Regions from separate parts of the Sus scrofa genome. Here region 1 is linked to region 2. The links are chromatin contacts, called in public promoter capture Hi-C maps. All regions are on one chromosome and are shown on one strand. The core of a region is the stretch at or near the end of the contact, and the rest is flanking DNA. Distances in the headings are between cores, read along the strand shown.

The links. Promoter capture Hi-C pulls out the DNA fragments that hold promoters and counts their contacts.
Region 1: a contact with region 2 is called in a promoter capture Hi-C map of liver, with 4 times the contacts expected there. The contact joins the promoter of JMJD1C here to the enhancer-like site in region 2. A contact is called at or near these places in 2 of 5 promoter capture datasets (fetal liver and liver), 8 of 47 Hi-C or Micro-C datasets (alveolar macrophages, embryonic fibroblasts, fetal heart ventricle and 3 more) and 2 of 2 datasets of contacts at active chromatin or transcription factors (alveolar macrophages and skeletal muscle).

The regions. Positions count from the first base shown.
Region 1 is chr14:66,965,451-66,968,576 of Sscrofa11.1, reverse strand. JMJD1C (probable JmjC domain-containing histone demethylation protein 2C) reads left to right here and starts at 1,666. Exons shown (of 26, transcript XM_021073644.1): 1 at 1,666-1,835. REEP3 (receptor expression-enhancing protein 3) reads right to left here and starts at 2,509. Exons shown (of 8, transcript XM_001925659.6): 1 at 1,992-2,509. The coding sequence starts at 2,023.
Region 2 is chr14:66,679,835-66,683,236 of Sscrofa11.1, reverse strand. JMJD1C (probable JmjC domain-containing histone demethylation protein 2C) reads left to right here. Exons shown (of 26, transcript XM_021073644.1): 8 at 1-1,622. Among named protein-coding and RNA genes, the nearest start is that of NRBF2, 91 kb to the right of the region's middle. Within about 2 kb of position 1,271, at least 9 of the 83 cell types and tissues checked have an H3K27ac peak or open chromatin away from gene starts, as enhancers often do. A contact at or near this core is called in alveolar macrophages and liver, where this site is marked.

The sequences.
Region 1 (3,126 bases), core at 417-2,916, 280 kb before region 2:
CTGCCTAATAATATCACTTCTTCCTGAAATTCCCTGAAAGCAGGCCAAGCCTACCTTTCCCGCTTCCTCTCTCCCCAGTCCCTCAAGTCTTCAGTAACTAATCTGGGCTTTCCCTCCTCTGTGCTTTGGCTCGAAGTGATCCCTTTATCTGGAATCGTCTCCTTTTGCATCTTTGGCTTGTCTAAATTCGGTCTGTCCTTTAAGGCCCATCTCAAATGTAATCTTGCTTTTTCTGATTCTCCAACCAGATAGAATCCCTTCCTTGCCTAAACACTATAGCACTGAGTGTAACTCTTAGAACACTTGACCTGTTCTGCAGATAGCAGTGTATTTGAACTGTCAGTTCCGTGAAGATCAATTATGTGTTATTAAACTTTGTGTTTACAGAGAGCATCTAGAAAAGACATTAATACTCATAGCCGGTGATCAAAACCAAAAATCTGATTTTGAGTAATGCAAATTAAAAGTGCTTCACAATCTTTTCTAACTATAAATTAAAGAACTGGATTAAAAAAAAAACAAAACAGAGAATTAAAAAAAAAAAAATAGTACAGCCTCTTAATAGGACACTTGATTTTCCAGGCACAGAAGTAAGAACTGATAGACATCTAGTAGGCCAGGAAAGGTATTCCTGTATTATGAAAATTAATATTCAAAGGCCCCAAAAGGCAAAAATAAATAAATCAAAATCTGAAAACATCTGTGGTATGCTTTTATTTCTTGATCTTCAGTTTTATACAAATGAACACAGGACGTTCTGGAGATTTAAAACTAGAAACTGTACCAAAGAAGAACAAACTGCATTAATACAATCAAATGACACATTTTGAATGCTATCATAAATCAGGGTGAGCAGGACTACTAAGCAATTGATTCACTCTCAAACAAAATAAAACCAAACAAACAGAAAAATTAGCTCCTCCCCACTGAGAAACAAAACAAAACAAAAAATCTGGTAACTTTTTTTCCCCCACATTACAAAGCTAATCAGAGAAGCCTGCCACCTCATAAAAACATTTCATAAAAGTACCGAGATTATATTACTCCTACAGAGATCATGAATAATGAACCCACAAGTCCCTGGCTGTAACTACGTCACTGTTGACTTAGTGACTTTTGTTTTTGAGAAGGGGGTTAAGCTGGGAAGAATGGGAGGAAACCAGTTTAAACTGTAGGCCAACTGGTACCTTTAGAGTAAACACCACAACTCAACTAATTTTTTTCCTTATGGGCCTGCAGCACTTGGTAAGAGCACAATGAACTGATAATTTGAACAAAGGCAACAGGCACCTGCAGCCTCTCAATCCCTTTACAAATATTTCCTCCAAGACAGGGCCAAATTCTGGGATCTGGGCGAGCAGGCGGGTGCCATCATTCAGTAACGAGCTCCTTTCTCGATAAGCTGTAAATCTTGGGTCAACTAGGACCCTTCCAGGGATCTGAAATGGGAGCGGTCGAGGGGTTTTAGACAAATCTCTCCTCCTACCACACGTGACCGAATGGCAATCAGCCGCCCAGAGAACCCCGCACCGCACCAGCCGCAGGATACAAAGGATCCGCGCTGCCACGGCATCCTCAGCAGGATCCCAGAGCCTCCCGCGCTCAGCTTCTGCGGAGCCTGCGCAGGGCGCCGCCGCGAGGCGCGCCGCTCCCGGGCCCGCAGGGCGGTGCCGCGCAGCGCGGGGAGCGGGAGCAGGGAGCGCGCGCCGCCTGCCCTGCGCGCCTGCCCACCCAGCGCCGCGGGAGCAGGGCCGACAAGCCGCACGCAGTTGGGCCGCGCAGCAGCCGCCGGGCCCTCGTCCGACGCAGGGAGCCCCGCAGCGACGTGGACTAGGGTGAGGAGGTTGAGGGCGCCCAGTTCCCGGGCAGGCCCGAGGTCGGGCCAGCCCACCCTGCCCAGACCCGGGCTTTCCCTTCTCCTGGCCCCTGTCCCACCCCACCCCCACCCCGGGCCTCGCGGAGAGGTGAGGGGCGCCGTGAGCGGAACTTACACCACGGCTCTGGAGATCATCCAGGACACCATCTTCCCAGGGGCTTGGACCCCACCGGGGAGGGTGGGTGGGCGCCGAGCGTGACGGACCAGGCCGTCAACGGTAGGCCGCGCGCTCGCCGGCTCCTCGCGCTCCCCGGGGCCGCGCTGGCGCCCTCGGGAGCCGGGCCCGGTGTCTGCGCGCGGCGGCCGGAGCTGCGCGGCGGTCGATCCCCCGCCCGTCCCCGCCTGCCGGAGGAGCCGTCGCCGAGCCAGCGGGCCCCGCCCCTGCGCTCCGCTGATAGGCGGCGGCCGCGGCGCGTTGGCCGAGGCCCGGTCTGGGCGGCCGGGCTCCGGGGGTTGAGCTGGCGGGACCCCTAGCCGCACCCGAAGGCCTCGTGGCCGGGATCCCTGCACTCTCACCTCCCACTTCCTGCTTTTAGTATCCCTGGGACGCCTACCTGGCGTAGAGGAGAGGGGAGGTGGTGGGAGGCTGAGGAAGGGGATTGTCAGTGCCTGAGTGAAAAACAAAATAGTGGCAGGAACTCTGTCCAGTAGAATCCTCTGGACCAGGCCCTAGGTTCTGGAGAGGAGCGATTTTGAGATGTTTCGCTATATCCGGTGTTCTTACTGTTGTCCTAGGCCTGGGGCATCCTCGAAGTACCGCTTTTTAAGGCAAACATCTAGAGGCTCTGTGCACAGGCTTCTGTGTGTACCAGGAGTCTTCTGGTGCGTGGTGTAATGCAGGCAGGGGTAGAAGGAGCAAGCATTGGATTTCAAGTTTGCAGTAGTAGGTGTACTGGTATCGCTGTTCTGGGCCTCTTAGGGCACCTTTCCATTACAGCATCTGCAAAGCCTGTTTTACAGATACTCCTCTGATCTGCCAGATAGACAAAGTAAAATTTGGGCCTAGAATTCCTGACCTGTTCTGCGATTTACACCTATTTTTTGGTAGGTTGAATTACTGCTTACACCTAACAGTTCTTGGAGGTGTCATAATTTGAAGAGATGGAATTTAAACTCAATTTTTTGGTGGTAGTACCAAATTGAGAAGACGATCTTAAGTTTTTTTTTTTTTCTTTTAAGACTATAGTAAAAGATAATTCTAGTATTCATATGGTAAGAAGAAAAAAGTATGAAATGTGAGTTTCAACTCT
Region 2 (3,402 bases), core at 22-2,521:
AAAAGAAACTAAATATGAAAAGACTACGAACTGACAATGTTTCAGACTTTTCTGAGAGCAGTGACTCAGAAAATTCAAATAAAAGAATAATAAATAATTCCTCAGAGCATAAGCCAGAGAATGAATTGAAAAATAAAAACACTTCAAGGATAAATGGAGAAGAAGGAAAATCCCAGAATAATGAGAAGGCAGGAGAAGAGACGCTAATAGATAGTCAGCCTTCCTGGGATCAAATACAGGAAGATAAAAAACATGAAGAAACAGAAAAACAGAAGTCTCTTGACTCTCAGCTTCAAGAAAAAACGGTTATCCATTCATCCGAACAGGCCACACTTTCTGATCATAATTCTAATGATTTACTTCTACAGGAATGCAATATGGAAAAAACACATACAGTGGAATTATTACCAAAGGAGAAATTTGTATCCAAACCACCCACACCAAAATGTGTTATTGATATTACGAATGACACTAATACAGAAAAGGTGGCTCAGGAAAGCTCAAATACCTTTGGCCTTCAGACACTTCAGAAAGTGGATCCTATCATTAGTGATTCAAAACATTCAAGTGCAAATACAAAATACTTGGAAATAACAAACCAAGATTCTGACCAGAGCTGGGTCGGTGATGTAGTTAAAGTAGATTTAACCCAATCAAATGTTAGGAATGCTCCAGGGAATGATAACTTGAATATGGAAAAAGAGAAAAATCAGTATGTCTCTTATATATCTTCTCTAAGTGCAGTTTCTGTCACAGAAGATAAACTGCATAAGCGAAGTCCACCCCCAGAAACTATAAAATCTAAAGTTAATACTTCAGTAGATGGTCACAAGACAAAGTCTAATCCCTCACCTGAAATTGTTAAACCTAAAATTAACCATTCTCCTGATTCTGTAAAGTCTAAGGCCACTCATGTGAATAGCCAAACTGCTGGTGAAAGAAGACTGGCAAATAAGATAGAACATGAGTTATCAAGGTGCAGTTTTCATCCAGTTCCTACTCGAGGCAGTACATTAGAAACTACAAAAAGCCCTCTTATCATTGATAAAAATGAGCATTTCACAGTTTACAGAGATCCTGCACTTATTGGGTCAGAAACAGGAGCTAATCACATCTCACCTTTCTTAAGCCAACATCCTTTTCCTCTTCATTCTTCATCCCATAGGGCATGTTTAAATCCAGGTAGCCATCACCCTGCCTTAACCCCTGCACCCCATTTACTGGCTGGATCATCCAGTCAGACTCCATTACCTGCCATTAACACTCACCCTCTGACTAGTGGTCCACACCATTCTGTTCATCACCCTCATTTACTTCCTACTGTGTTACCTGGAGTGCCTCCTGCCTCCCTGCTTGGTGGCCACCCCCGACTAGAGACTGCTCATGCCAGCAGCCTGAGCCACTTAGCACTAGCACACCAGCAACAACAGCAGTTGTTACAGCACCAGTCACCTCATCTTCTTGGACAAGCTCATCCTTCTGCTTCATATAATCAGCTTGGACTTTATCCAATTATTTGGCAATACCCAAATGGAACACATGCATACTCAGGACTTGGTCTGCCTTCTTCTAAGTGGGTTCACCCAGAAAATACCGTTAATGCCGAATCTTCATTAAGGAGGGTAAGTTAAGCTGTGGTTTACCACATCTTATCTTTATTAGTCAACATTATGTACAAGTGCTTTTTTTCAAAATCTTTTAGATTTCTTACTATAAAATAGGTTAGAATTTCTGCAATAGATGTTTTTTTTCTTGGCCGCCTGCCCATGTCATGTGGAATTTCCTGTGCCAGAGATCAAACCCACACAGTGACCTGAGCCATTGCAGTGACAGCTCCAAAACCTTAACCTACTGTGTCGCAAGGGAACCCCACCTATTTTTTAAAAAGCCACTGTAAAGAAATAAACTTATTTCTAATATACCTGTTATGAAGAATGAATATCTTCATATAATTATGGTACATATCCCGTAATTATTTTGCTCAGGTAAATTCCTAGAAGTGAAACTTCTGTATATAAAATTTATATAAAATTTTAAGGCTTTTGATATGTATTACCAAGTTATTCCTAAAAGACAAATTGTTTCATTTTGCAGCTGGATACATTATATTGATGTATATGATAAGCTATGACTCTAAGTCCCCTGTCTCTTCAGAGTGTTAGAAATTCCTGATATTTGGGAGTGAGATTGGGGCTGAGGTTTTGTCTCTAACAGAGTATTAATAAAGGTGGTGGTATAGGGCTTTTATTCCTTTATGGCCTGTGTGGTTTTTCTAGCCAAATTATTTTTCATAGTAAGAAATGGTTGTTGAGGGCATGACCAACCACAGTATAAAAATGGAAGAAATGGCTTGTCAGTGTTAAACTCTAGGAGACAACCTAATCCTTAATGCTTGGTGCTAATTTTGGAATCTTTTAAAACACATTTAATTGGGAGTTCCTGTTGTGGCTCAGCCAGTTATAAACCCAACTAGTATCTGTGAGGATGCAGGTTCAATCTCTGGCCTCACTCAGTGGGTTAAGGATCTGGCATTGCTGTGAGCTGTGGTATAGGTCGCAGATGCAGCTTGGATCCCATGTTGATGTGGCTCGGTCGGCATTGGTCGGCAGCTACAGCTCTGATTTGACCCCAGCCTGGGAACTTCCATATGCTGCGGGTACAGCCCTAAAAAGTGGGGAAAAAAGTTATTTTTATTGTGATTAAAAACTGCATTAGGATTTCCTATCATGGTGCAGTGGGAACAAATCCGACTAGAAACCATGAGATTGCAGGTTTGATCCTGGGCCTCGCTCAGCAGTTTAAGGATCCGGTGTTGCCGTGAACTGTGGTGTAGGTCACAGATGTGGCTCAGACCCTGCATTGCTGTGGCTGTGGTATAGGCTGTCAGCTGTAGTTCCGATTAGACCCCTAGCCTGAGAACCTCCGTATGCCGTGGGTGCAGCCCTAAAAAGCAAAAAAGACAAGAAAACAAAACAAAAAACTACAACATTAAATTTACTTAACCATACCGTATAGTAGTATTAAATATACTCACATTGTTCTGTAATAGATCTCTAGAACTTTTTCATCTTGCAAAACTGAAACTTTGCCCATGAAACACTAATTTTCTCCACACTAGTTCTTGGCAACTACCTTTCTAACTTTCTGTCTATGATTATCTGCTTTAGATACTTCGTTTGAGTAGGTGCATACAGTATTTGTCCTTTTTCAGCTTAGTTCATGTAGCATAATGTCCTTAGAGTCCATCTGTGTTGTAGCATGTAACAGAACTTCCTTCTTTAAGGTGTGTAATATTCTGTTGTATATGTATATGTGCAGATACCCCTTTATGTGCATAATTGATTGCAAATTCGGATTTCTGGATCTGATAGAACTTAGATCTTTTTAACATATATTGGAATG